Linked DNA regions of Sus scrofa: region 1 is linked to region 2. Evidence: chromatin contacts called from public Hi-C data. All regions are on one chromosome and are shown on one strand. Each heading gives the region's core, a stretch centred on a gene start, on an enhancer-like site or on the middle of the called end of the contact. The rest is flanking DNA. Distances are from core to core; before and after follow the strand shown. Region 1 holds the start of RAB3IP (rab-3A-interacting protein). Region 2 holds the start of YEATS4 (YEATS domain-containing protein 4).

What was found. A called contact is a pair of places that touch in the nucleus more often than the background predicts.
Region 1: a Hi-C map of skeletal muscle shows a contact between it and region 2, with 4 times the contacts expected there. The contact joins the promoter of RAB3IP here to the promoter of YEATS4 in region 2. A contact is called at or near these places in 1 of 5 promoter capture datasets (liver) and 1 of 47 Hi-C or Micro-C datasets (skeletal muscle).

The regions. Positions count from the first base shown.
Region 1 is chr5:34,001,269-34,008,204 of Sscrofa11.1, forward strand. RAB3IP (rab-3A-interacting protein) reads left to right here and starts at 1,524. Exons shown (of 11, transcript XM_021091982.1): 1 at 1,524-2,069.
Region 2 is chr5:33,624,972-33,632,137 of Sscrofa11.1, forward strand. YEATS4 (YEATS domain-containing protein 4) reads left to right here and starts at 1,845. Exons shown (of 7, transcript XM_021091975.1): 1 at 1,845-2,121; 2 at 6,631-6,750. The coding sequence starts at 2,071.

The sequences.
Region 1 (6,936 bases), core at 274-2,773, 380 kb after region 2:
TATCAAGTATATGATAGAAAACACCTCTAAGTCCATTCCAAAGAGCCTTGTGGATGACAGGTGATTTGCAAATAGCCCAACTTTGACTCAGGCATATGGCTATAGCTTAGTCTTTCCTGTAGATGCAGGACGCCTTAGATCCTATGTAGAACACAGGATACGGATGGTTCTCTAGACATTTATATACCATGACGGTGTATCCGCATGCATGTCATTCACGAATTCTGCATTTTCTGAGCTAGTCCTTCTACATGTCAGGCCTTGTGCCTGTTCTCAAAAAGTTCATAGGGAAACGGGCAAAACTACAATTACCATTCTATGGGATATCTGCTAGAAAGAGCACAGTGAAGGGCACCTAGCCCACACTTGGGTGGGATGGGCTGGATGGCAAGGAACGGGAAGGATTCATAATGGAATTGATTCCTGGGCAGAATAATGAAGGATAAGCAAGGATTAGCTAGGTAAGGAAAAGGTGGAGGGTCAGGGCATAACAAGAAAAAGGAACAGCATATATAAAGACAGCTTGTATGACGGAGTATGGCAAGACTGGAGAGCGCAAATAGTTTGCTGCATGTGCAGTTTATTCATTTTGCTTGGTTGTTATCAACATATTTGTCTTCTTGATTATGTTTACGTGCTTGGATGATGGAGATTGTGTGTAATGGTTTCTCTGTCCCCACATCTAGCAGTAGGCACACAGATCTAGCACGATAAATGTTTGATGAATGAATGACCTAGCGTAAGGGAGAATAGTTAGGAGTCCATTAATGAGGAAGGTCATGTCTAGTTGCAGTAAGAGATGGGAGAGATTTAAGAATTATTTGGGAATTAGAATGGTTAAGACTTGGTATACTGGAGACGTCGTATAAAAGAGTAAATAATGACTTTCTGGGTTTCTGTTTGTATCATAGGTGGATCATAATAATGATGTTAATAACAGCTAATCTTCACTAGGCACCCTGTGTCATGAAGTACACGAAGTATTTTGCATATATTAAACCATTTGATTTCTTAACGACTTAGGTAGGTAGTTTTATTATCCCCACTTATTGGGGCTATTAGATAACTAGCCCAAGATCACCGATACAGATTCTAGGTGCCAACCCCAAACACAGCAATTCTGATTTCTATAGCCATACACATACTCTTCTCTACTAACTCCAATAGACGTGATCAATATAAAAAAAAGTGTGTGTGTCCTACTGCACACATATATCATGTATATGTGTATATCTCTTTTACTAAACATAGAAACGCGTACTGTGATGTGACTGCTTCTTTTTGATTAGATTTTCGGGATCCTGGTTTGTATTTTCACTTTTCCTCTCTGGAGAACCTAAAGTGAGGTGGAAGTTTGACAAAAGAGTTGACATAAAAGGACGAGAGAGGGCAGGTACAGAAACATTCTCGAATGCTCTAACAGCTGCTGGAATGCTGGGATCTAGGTTCTATCAGACTCCTCCCACCCATCCCCCGAGAGACAGACACACGCACGCAAGCACCGGCGCGCGCACACACAGACACACACACACACACACTCACATGCACATTGTAAGGTACAAATGCACGCCAAGTCTCACGTTGGTTCTAGCGGTTCTCAACTCACATCGAAGGTTCATTTTCCGACACCTGGAGAGCTCAACACGCTTCAAGTGAATCCGAGACCGCCTGTTGAGCCCAAGGAAACAGGGCTCAGAGCGGGTTCGCCCTGGTTCCCAGGGAAACCGCCCGCGGAGGCACCTGGGGCGGCAGCCCCACACCTGCGAAGAGCCCCGCCTGGCGCCAGGGGGCGCGGCAGCGCGTCGGCCTCTCTGGCCCCGCGCTCGTCCGCCCCGCCCCCTCCCCGCCCCTATCCCCGCCTTCCTCCGCGGGGGCCCGACCGCTCCCGGCTCCTGGCCAGGCTCCCGGCGCAGGCGCAGTCCCGCACTCCCTCGGCCGTGCACCCGCCGCGGTGGAGTGTAGCGGCGTCGGCCGGCAGTCCTCCTCTCCCTCAGACTGCTTCGAGGCGCGCTCTTTGAGGCTCTACGAGCGCCCCTGAGCGCGGGCCGCGGCAGCGGTGAGTTTGCCAGGTGAGTGCGGTAGCGGGAGGGAGAGGCCCGGGACGCGGAGCACCGCCCCCCTCAGCGCCCGCCTCCCGCGAGCCGGCCTGGAGGGGCGGCCGCGGCAGGTGCAAGTGAGGGCGCGGCGCGCGGGGACCCTGTCCTGGCCCGACGAGCGCGCTCCCCGGTTTGGGCTCGCGGGCTTCGGGACCTCAGGGGCGGCGGCGGGGGCTTGGCGCCTCGGGGCATCAGGGCGCCCCCTGGGGCCGCGGTGGGCGGCGGGCGGCGGCGGCTCCTCCTCTGTCCCCCGGGCCCAGGCGCGTTACTCATTAACTGCGCAGTCCCGAGTGCCCAAGGCGGGAGCCCGACGCCCGGGGCGGGGAGCGGGACGCCGGGTTACCTGTCGGCCGGGCGCGCGCGCAGCCAGGAGCTGGGGGCCTGGGATCTTGGGGGAGTGTAAAGAGAGTTCCCGAACAAGTCTGGAGCCTAGCGCGGCGCGGAAGCTGCACCCGGCGAGGCAGTAGGCGTGGACCGGGGGGTCCTGGGGACCGAGAGCCCGGGCACCGCGCCGAGGCGTAGAGGTCACTCTCGCCAGGTTTCGGCGAAACCTGGTGGGCAAGAGCCGGTGCCCGGAGTCTCGCCTTAGAAGGCAGCTCAGTGCAGCCTGACTTTTGTTTCGGGGAGTTGAGAGGAGCTGCACAGACATAATTGTAATTGCGCTGCCCTTCCAGCGTGGACAACTCGCTCCGACCGCCCCGGGAAAAGCGAGCTTAATGGACTCTGGAAGTGGTGATGTTAGATGGAATCTGCGGCACGTGAAGAGTTGCCAGTTGTTATGGGATTAAAACAAAACCTGTAATGGCTAAAGGGTAAGGTCTTGAAAATTAAGAGCGCTCAGTTAATACCGATTATGAAGAAGCTAACAGTTTAGTTTCGTGGAAATGTATTATATTCCAAGGCTACCTGTTTCCCACTCCTCTGTTTCCCCTTCCAACTCCTTCATTTCAGAGTAGGGAAAGAGCTGTGTAATCTTTTGCCGTGGAATGATTACATAATTTGAGGAGAGGCCGATAAGAGGATTAAAACAAAACTGTTCTATTGTAAATCTGTTGAAAGGCCCAGTTTCTGTTCATTATCCTCAATCTTATTTTGTGCATGCCATTTTAAAGAAAAAAAAAATGGTGAATGACATATCAAGGAGAAAAGAGGCAGGATGGAGAAAAGGGCCAGAATAGATTTGTAGACCAATCATAGTCAATATTTGATACTGTTAAATATTCCAAAAGTTTTATGGGGCTTTGTTCTGTTAACATTTGTTATTTATTTGCTGGTACCATGCATTTTGATAGGACGTTTCATGTTTGGACAGATACTGTATCCCAAATATGGTTTCTGTGATCTAATCCTAAAGCCCTTGTAGAATTTATAGAAATACACTTGCAGCTATATAGTTTTACTACAGTAGCATATTTCTTACTATTAGAAGAAGAGCCTTTTCATTTTTTTCTTTTTCCACTGTGGTAACGTTATATATTTATGCTTACCTTTGTGAACCCAAGTGGGACCGTTTAATGTAACTTTTCCTTAAATGTTCGGCAAACAACTCATCTGTGGTATTGAATGCCTCTAACTTTTCACCAGGATGGATACATGATGTTCACCTGCTTTGTGAATTCTCTGACTAGTGGGGTTTCTAATTAGATCCAGTTGTAGCTTTTGAATTCGTATAGCTGTGTATATGCTCTCTTTCATTTTATTTTCCTCCAATTTTCACTAAACTTTCAACTCCTGCAACACACACATAGACACTCTACAAATAATTTTTAAAATTGAGTCTTGGAAGTCTTTGTCATCACCTCGTTTTTTGATATGGTAGAACAAAAACTTGTAGATTACAGCAATTTTACATGTATTACTGTAGTTAGTATACCTTTTCCTCCTCCTTTTCTGAGCAGAACTCACTGGATCAGTTTTAATGAAAAATTACTTCCCTGTTTTTTAGCATTTTAGCTCCATTACTTGCTATGCATATGACTTTGAGTAAATCATTTAACTTCTGAGCTTATTTTTTTCCATTTATAAATGGATATAGTAATAGGTTGAACCATATGAATTTGCCAGTATTCTGCTGTTGTAACTATGGCTCAACCTAGAATGAACTTCCTTATAGTGGCATGAGAATTAAATGGGATACTCCATGTGGGAGGTGGGGGAGAGGAACAGATAGCTGGAGAGAGGGCCATGCTTGTTGCTTCAGGTACCTTGACTCCTTTAGTCCTCAGAACATTCCTGGCATATAAGTGGTGTTACTGCTTTTTACAGATTAGGAAATTAAGGCTCAGAGAGGTGAAATAACTTGCCTCTGGTTATTTAGTTGTCAGTGGTCCTGTAGCTGACTAATGGCAGAGCCAGGATTAAACGCCCAGTGTGACTGTCCAAAATGGAACTCCTAACAGGCTTGCTCCTTCCATTCCTGGACCACACCTTCTGTGAAAGAGCTTTGTGACTACAAGAAGACATCCAGATGAAAGATGTTGTTATTATTTGTATTTCTTGTTAAAAAACATCCAGGTTTACTGATGATGGTGATATCTGCACATCTGCTCCTCCTGTGGAGTCTAGCGCTTGTGGTGTATCAGGTTCTGGTCTAAACATCATGCCAACTCAAAACTGACTCTCACAGTGACCTAAGAGTTAGGTAATACTTTATCACGTTTTATAGTTGAGAAGATTGAGGCACTGAGAGGTTATGGAGCTTGCTTCAGGTCACACAGCTAATTAAGTGAGAGAAATAGATTAGAAGGCAGGCAGTTTGTTTTTGATGTCCATGCTTTTAACCACTACACTCTACTCCTTCATGTGTTAGGTTGTCATGCTGAAGAATTGGTTTTAATTAGCTTTTATGAGATACTTAATATTGGTGTAATAAGTAATTCTTAATGTGTCACCAGAGATTTTTAAATCGGATATTCATTGAGCTTCTACCCTGCAAGTCACAGTGGGGGTTAAAGGAAAGACTTTATAAGGAGTCTGGAAGGTAAACCATATAATCATTCCCATGTCTATTATAAGTTCCTCAAAATTTAGAAGGCACCTTCACATACCTATGTTGTTACTGTAACTTTAATGAGTGCCAAATAAGACAAAGTGCTGGAGTAGTTGGAGAGCGGGGAGGATGGAAGGATGAGTTATTGGTGAAGCTATTTGTGTGTTGAGGGAAAGCTTTGAGGATATTCTGAGGGAATACTCTTTTTCAAACTAAACCTTTGTGCTATACATAATTCTATTTAAGATGTAGTTCAACAAAGGGTAAGAAATTGGTTACTAAATTACTTCCTTAAATACACCTCATATCCTAAAAAGAAACTACTGAGCTTTTGAAAACTCCTTTCTAGCTATTTTCTCTTTTTTCTGTACTGCTGTACTCTTTTTTCTGTACCTTTGCCAGGTAGTACTTTGTTTTTCTTTTATGCTTCAAAGTACTGAGTACATGCCTCTATTTTAGTGTTTTAATCTTTTTCTTTTTCTTTCTTTTTTTTTTTTTTTCTAGGGCCACACCTGCAGCATATGGAGGTTCCCAGGCTAGAGGTCCAATCACAGCTGTAGCCGCCAGCCTACACCACAGCCACAGCAATGCAGGATCCAAGTCACTTCCTCGACCTACACCACAGCTCACGGCATCTTTAACCCACTGATCAAGGCCAGGGACCAAATCTGCGTCCTCATAGATGCCAGTCGGGTTCACTAACCACTGAGCCATGAGGGGAACTCCAATTTTGGTATTTAATCTTGACATTTACATTGTATTTGTAAAAGTTTGTTGACAGTGTGGTCTCTTCCTCTAGTGTACCTAAGCTCTGAGGACAGGGTTTAAGTTCATTATTCCATTTTATAGCTTGAGCATTGGGACTGGAATGTAGTAGATATGCTGCTGTGTTTGGTGACGGATGGTCAGTGGAAGAATGTTAGCTTGTACTGAAATCAGTCTAGCAGTGAAACGGAAATGAGTGTCAGAATGAGAATTGAGGGGACTAAGGGAAGGAAGAGAAGGATTCCTACAGGGGGTGGCATTAACTTGCCCTCTCTGTTTCCCTTCCACTTTCCCTTTCAACTTAAAACTAAATGAGATAGTGTCTTTTCTTCCTTTTTTCCTTTTTGAGATCGTTTCTTAAGCTTCAATTGTATACAGAAAAAGAAATGGAAAAGTAATCTTGATTTACAGTAGGATGTCAGCAACATAAAATTAAATAGTTATAGCATTAGGCTAAGATTATTTAGATCGGAGGAAAAAGAAAGAAAATTATCGAAACAATTCAAGTTTGAAAGATTTGTTGCTTGTAGTTAATAGGGATGTAAATATAAGCATAATGGCAGTTGGTGAAATTCTACATAAACATATGAATTGACAATCTAGTAGAAAGAAACTCTGTGCAAGAATGGGCGAGTACCTTAGAAGCATAAAGGAGCATACTGATGACAGCTTCGAACCAACCAAATAAGTAAACTGTCATTTGATGTGTCCAGATAATAATATTGAGTATTTATTTGTTTGTGGGTATCCGGTTGACAGATCAGTATAAAAGAGCAACCAAAGTAAGTGTGAAAAACAGTAAGTAAATGTGCATTCATTTCCTGTTATGAAGAGAATTGCTTTTGAACTCTGTACCTCTGAGAGACTTGTTTTCCCCTTTCTTTCCCTTTATCTCAAATAAGGACCCCTTCTAGTTTGTAAGACAGACTCCTTCGTATGCTGTTATATCCCCCATCATTTATTTTTTTAGATATTTATAGGTATCATACATTTGTGTTGTGCTTTACAATCCTTGGAACCTTTTTCTGTTGACAGCTAAGCCATGTGATTTTCTCAAGTGTAGGTAGGGGAGATAATATCACCACC
Region 2 (7,166 bases), core at 595-3,094:
AAGAGTTAAGTGAGAGACAAAGGTCTTAGTACCTGGTACGTGTTTGGTTAATCTACCTATTTTCTGTATGGTGTTCCTCTCTCAACTCTGGTGATCCTCAATGCAGAGACCCTGCTTTAACCCTGTCCTATCCCTTGGGAGTAAATAAGGGATAATTGCTCAGGTCTAAGGACCTAAATATTTCTTAAACAGAGTCCCAGTTTTTCGTTGCTGTTGTTGATTTGTTTTTTGCTTTCTTGCTAGTTCCTCTTCTCCTCTTCCCTCCCCTTACTTTCAGAGATCCCTACAACCACAAATTCTTGAGGCTTTTAGGGGGTTTCTGCAGTGTGAACGGGTAGCTTATTACCTCTGACTGCTCAGCTCTCCAAGCTGCCCTCCAGATACCACTTGCCTTTTGTATTCCAGATTTCAAGATATTGTTTCTCCCATTCTCCCCATCCTTAGAGGATTATGCCTTTTGGAAAATCTCTTGACTTATTTTAAAGGAGTTTTGGGAAAAGGTAAAAGATATGTATTCAATCCATTAACTTTCCCCAAAAGTTATCAATGTGTTTTACATATTTGATTAATTTTATTTTATTAAATGTTATTCTGCCTTAAAAAATACTTAGGGTAAAAATTTTTTTATTTCCTTTTTAAAATTTTTAAGCAAAGAATTAAAATTTCCTTGAGAAACAGGAGGAAAACAGAAATAGGAAAGATGGAGAGATCATTTTAAAGAGCAAATTTGGGTTTCAGAGATCACATTCTGAAAGCCATGATTTGAGAAAGGTGAAGTTCAGGAGAGGGAATAGAAGACAAAAAATCCTGTATTATGTTGTGAAGGATGTTGTTTGACAGCGTGCTTTAATAAGACCTCACTGATTTCAACCACCTTTGGGGGAAAAAAAAAAAAAGCATGTGGAAACAATGGAAATGTTGACAGCCTGTTCAAAATCGACTTTAAAAGATAATTCAGAGATAGAGCCATGCAGGATTAAAGATGTGTTTGGTTGGGTTTTGGTAGGAAAGATTTAAGTTTGTTTAACACTTCTTAAGAAAAAAAGCCAAAGAAAAAAGACTTAAGATACAGGGTGGAGTGGAGATAGTTAATAAGGCAAAATCCTTGAGAAAGGGAAAGAGAATGAGATGGAGATTAGAGACGAAGGAGTGATTTCAAACTGGAAGAAAACTGCCCCTTGAACAGAAAAGAAAGGAAGGGAGGGTGGATATTGGACAAATCAAAGCTTGTGTTTAGGTCTGGTGTCATCGCGTTCCGCTTTCTCTGTGAAATAAGATGCAAAGTTATCTGATCAGAATGAGAGGGTTGGTGTTAAGGTAGGAAGCTTGAGGAGCCTAAGGAAAAGTTTAGGATAGCTTCTAGTTTAAAATAAAAGAAAAAGAACATCTGACCAGCACCTACTACTTTGAATTAGAGATAATTTAGCACTTCACTAACCTGCAAAGTAGTTAGTACCACATAAAGGTACAGGGTGGAGAGGCTTGTGCCATCCGAGAATCTAAACAGAGTAGAAAAGGAAAGAGAGGAAGGATGGAGTAAATAAAAGAAATTAATGGTTCATGCACGGAAGGCAGAGAGGACTGGACGAACACAACTAAAAACTGTGGGTGGGCGAGATTTCATGAATTTAATTTCAGAACTCTAATGTTCTGGCGATGGCAAAGCACTGCCTCGATAAGAATGTTCCTCTGTCCTTACGAAGCTAGGTGGTCTGGGACGGCGACAGAGTGCATGGAGATTTCCCGGATCCTCTAACCCGGACAACCAGAACCCCCGCGCGCCGCGGGAAAGGGCAGCGGCCCGGCGCGTGCGCAGTGTGCACGACCTCCTCGCGCCTGCGCACGCGGTTCCGCTCTCCACCCGCACCGGGCTGAATGGGCTTCCGGGACGCCGCCCGCCGTGAGGAGTTGGCGGATCCTCAGCGCCCCGAGCCCCTGTGACTCGCCCTCCTTCGGTCAGAAACCCTCCTCCCGGGCCCGCGCGGGAGGAGCGGGACCTCTGAGGGGAGCGGCGAGCCCGCCGGCCCCGGTCTCTTTCCCTGGCGGAGGCGGCTTCTTCCGTAGGACAATATGTTCAAGAGAATGGCCGAATTTGGGCCTGACTCCGGCGGGAGAGTGAAGGTCAGTGCGCGGCCCGCGCCTACCCTCCGGGATGGCTCTCTCGCCCCGGCTCCTCCCAGCGCGACCGGGGGAGGGCCCGCTTGTTCCCTCTCGCGCCTTCTCGCCTCGGGCGGGAACCACGGTTTCCGGGCGGACGGCGAGTCCAGGCCCCCGAGGGATAACCGTGGTTTCATTGGGCCCCAGCTGAACGCGTCACCGCCACCCTCCCGTCCCCGCCAAGAAACAAACTTAGTCAGTGGTCAGGCGGGAGAGCTGGACACTGTTGCCGGGAAACAAGCCCGGGGTAGGAGGCCCTGGATTGCTGCTCCTTCACTGACAGCCTGGGTCAGCTGTATAGGGCGGGGTGGGAGGGGTGTGGGGGTGGGTACCACCTATTTTGAGGATAATAACTATAACAAATATTTCATACGCACTTGCTTTGCTAAGTAAGCACGGTGGAGAAACGCTTTACCCGATTCTCTGATTCAGCCCCTACACCAACCTTACAGAGGCAGTATTACCCCCAGTATTTACAAGTGCGGTAAGCGAAGAATTGGGGAATAGAAAAATTAAGAACACTTATCTAAGTTCATGGTGTTCTTAAAGCTCCAGAGGTGTGGCCGAGATACTAATCAAGGTATGCAGAGAACATAACACTGCCTGGCACATAGGGACCATTCAGTACGGGCTAGCGTCTTAGTTTTTAATTCAAGTTATCATAAAGCCTACGGTGATGTTTGATACTGGACACATTTCCTTTCCACTCTCCTACATCTTTTGGCACGTTAATTTTTTATGACAGACGAACTGGTTCCTGATATATATATTTTTACCCCTTCTGTTTTTGTTTGTTTGTTTTAATGGTGTTACTCCTACTTATGGAAGTTCCTGGGCCAGGGGTGGAATCCCAGCAGAAGCTGTGGCAACGACTTTAACCCACTGCCTGGAGCTGAGGATTGAACGCTTGCCTCCGAATCTACCCAAGCAGTTGAATTCTTTTTTTTTTTTTTTTTTTGTCTTTTTGCCATTTTCTTGGGCCGCTCCCACGGCATATGGAGGTTCCCAGGCTAGGGGTCGAATCGGAGCTGTAGCCACCGGCCTACGCCAGAGCCACAGCAACGCGGGATCCGAGCCGCATCTGCGACCTACACCACAGCTCAGGGCAACGCCGGATCGTTAACCCACTGAGCAAGGCCAGGGATCGAACTCTCAACCTCATGGTTCCTAGTCGGATTCGTTAACCACTGAGCCAAGATGGGAACTCCGCAGTTGAATTCTTAACCCACTGTGGCCACAGCAGGAACTCCCCGGTTCTGATTTTTATTTACTGTAGAAAGTAAATTTTTCTTTAAAAAGAAATCACTTACTTTTGCACCAATTTAGTTGATCTAGGGTTTTGTTGTTGTTGTTGTTGTTTTTCTTTCTTTCTTTCTTTTTAGGGGCACACCTATGCACCTAGGGCATATGGAAGTTCCCAGGCTAGGGGTTGAATCAGAGCTGTGGGTGCTGGCCTACGCCACAGCCACACAGCCACAGACAGATCCGAGGTGCATCTTTCACCTATACTGCACTTTGCAGCAAGGCAGGATGCTTAAGCTACTGAGAAAGGCCAGGGATTGAACCCACATCCTCATGGATATTAGTGGGATTCTTAACCTGCTGAGCTACATTCTTAACTCACTGAGCCTAGGTTTTTGTTTTGTTTTGTTTTAAGCCTTTCTCTGTATCATATTGTTTTCACATAGTGTTATGCTGTGTATGCAATTATCATACACAGTGTTTTAATACTTCTTGTAAAGTGGGAGTACTTTGGAAGTTGCAAAAGCTACTGAAATTTAATGGAAGAGGAAAGAGATGCCAGGTAAAATTCATAGTCTCAGAAGCTTCATAAGTGTATTCATTTTGCCCATGCTTTTGGGTAAGGTTTTGGACTCATAAGAAAGTGTGAATGAACAGAGGATTGTATCACTAGATTTTGGAGGAGAACTTCAAGAAGTTTTTCTGTAATCATGTAGGGTTCTAGTAAGTCCAAAGTGATTTGAGCAGATTAAGTCTGTAGTCCTTAAATGCTTTTCCACCAAAAATGGATGTGAGTTAGTCACAGAAAACTCTGCAGTTAGGGACTTATTTCTCCTTGCTGATTGTTATGTGGTCTTATAAGCATTTTTTTCTCCAATTTAGACCAATTTCATCCAAGTAGAAAATTTGTCAGTGGATAAACCCTCTTTTCATCACTGAGGAATTCTGCAAGTTCCCAGCAACACTGTAGCAGCTGTGGGATCTCTTATCTTTTCACCATGTCAGTGCTCTTTGTACTTACTCATTCAGGCCTTGAAACTGAGGCCCCATCTTTGGATGCCACAAGTGCACTTGCCGTGATTTTTTTTGTGGTGGTGGGGAGTTCCTGGCCAGGGATCGCATCCGACCTGTAACAATGCCAGATCCTTAACCTGCTGCACCACAGTGGGAACTCCCACTGTGATTTTTTTTTTTTTAAGGGCTGCACCCAGGACTTATAGAAGTCCCAGGGTAGGGGTCTAATTGGAGCTACAGCTGCTGGCTTACACCAGAGCCACAGCAACATGAGATCCGAGCCGTGTCTGCAACCTACACCACAACTCACCACAATGTGAAATCCCAGACCCACTGGGCAAGGGCACGGACCTAACCTGCATCCTCACAGGTGCTAGTCAGATTCATTTCTACCACGCCACAGTGGGCATTCCCCACTGTGATTTTTTTTTTTTAGTTTGCATACAAAAGCTGCTTGCCCTCTTCCGAACTAACTTTAGGCTATTAAGTATTGAATTTATTTATTGTGAATTATCTGGTCACAGTGAAAACTTTTTCTATTTGTTTACTCCCTTTCCTCATTTCTTATTAATTGTTGATTACATCAGCACTGCCCTTTTCACATATGATGTATGACTTACAACATTCTTTTTTTTTTTTTTTTTTTTTTTCATTTTGCCTTTTCTAGGGCCGCTCCCACAGCATATGGAGTTCCAGGCTGTGGCCTCATTGGAGCTGTAGCCGCCGGCCTATGCCACAGCCACAGCAACGCAGGATCCTTAACCCACTGAGCAAGGCCAAGGATTGAGCCTGCAACCTCATGGTTCCTAGTCGGATTCGTTAACCACTGCGCCACAATGGGAACTCCTCAGCATTCTTAATGTTGAACAACTGGTCTCAAATTCATGTGCAACATTCAGCATTTTCTGTTTTCTTCCTATCATAATTTGTCAACATTCACTGCTTTTGCACTTAGCAGATGTGATGAGAAACATGTATATCTCAGAAGAGCACAAATGGAGCAAAAATACCATCAGCCAGTGTTTACCAGGCTCAAGTCATATAAGTGACTCTTTATCATTATCTGAATCCAAATGTAATTTTTTTTTTTTTTTTGCTTTTTAGGGCTGTACCCATGGCATATGGAGGTTCCCAGGCGGCTAGGGGTCTAATCAGAGCTACAGCTGCCAGGCTACACCACAGCCACAGCAACGCCAAATGTAATATTTAACGTGTTTATTTAAATCGATTTTTTAAAGCCCTTTCTAAGTGTGGCTATTTTTGAAATTGTGGGTTTGAATTGCTAATTTTAGTTACAGTTTTGGTAATACAGATTCAAGTAAACACAAGTAATAAAATGAAAGTGTTTGTCCATATTCTACCTAGAAGCCTCTTCCAAACTGCTTTAGTTTTTTTTTTTTTTTTTTTTTTTTTTATCTTTTTGGGGCCACACCTGTGGCATATGGAAGTTCCCAGGCTAGGGGTCCAAATCAGAGCTGCAGCTGCCAGCCTACACCACAGCAACACCAGATTTGAGCTGTGTCTGTAGTCAGTACCTCAGCTTGCAGCAACACCAGATCTTTAACCACTGAGTGAGGCCAGGATCAAACCTGCATCCTCGTGGACACAGTGTTGGATTCTTAACCCACTGAGCCACAAGGGAAGTCCCCAAACTGCCTTTAATTTTTGTACTGTGCTTTGGAAAACCCTGCTATAAGCTGATAAAAGGCATTACCATTAGGTGATAGCATTCAAAGGTAGCAACTGTTACTCTAGACCTCACTTTAAAGTTTATAAATAAAGAGCCTTTTCTGTTTCTTTAAACAAAGCAAGACAAAATAATCTCACCTCTCTTGGAGTTCCATGGTGACCTAGCAGTTAAGGGTATGGTGTTGTCACTGCTGTCACTTGCTCACTGCTGTGACATAGGTTTGAACCTTGGCCCAGGAACTTCTGCATGTCTCGGGCTCAACTAGAAAAGAAACCCAACTCTTGAAGTACTTTATATGATTTAAATAGACATTTTCAAAGTGGGATCATTGTAATGAATCTGTTTAGTTATTTTTGGTGATATGGAATGAGTCTAATTGGAATTGATTTGTTGAGGGAAATCCATGTTATAAGTGAATGGGTTCTTAGCCTGCCTGCCATTTCTTAAAACTATTTTTTAGAGCTCTCATTCTGTTTATTTGGGTAATGATATAATATTAATTGGTGTTTAAATTATTTTTCTTTTAGGGGGTTACAATTGTTAAGCCAATAGTTTATGGCAATGTTGCTCGATATTTTGGAAAGAAAAGAGAAGAGGATGGGCACACCCATCAGTGGACAGTATATGTAAAACCCTATAGAAATGAGGTAGGTACTTATTTTTCCTAAAACTTTTTTTGAAGCTACAGCTTGTTTTGCTCAAAGATAAACTGTAATATCATTTTATAGTAATTGATAATAAATCATCCCTTCATAGAAATGTTACCAAAAAAGTTGAAAGAGTAAAGAGCTGTCATTGTCATATAATTAGTAAAAGTCAACTTTCCAATGGGTTCTGATTAAAATTACAGTAACAAGAACTATGCTATAAACACAGTATGTCTTTCAATCACCACACCTTCAAGTAGCCTAGTATATAATCAGGTCTTTCAGGAATAGTAAATTTAAGTGATAATTTGGTAATAAGACCATCAGAGAAGATGAAAGACAAAACTGCCATATAATCTAGCTGCTGGTAATTTTGTTTTGCTGCTGAATTGCAAATGCCACAGTACACAGTAGGT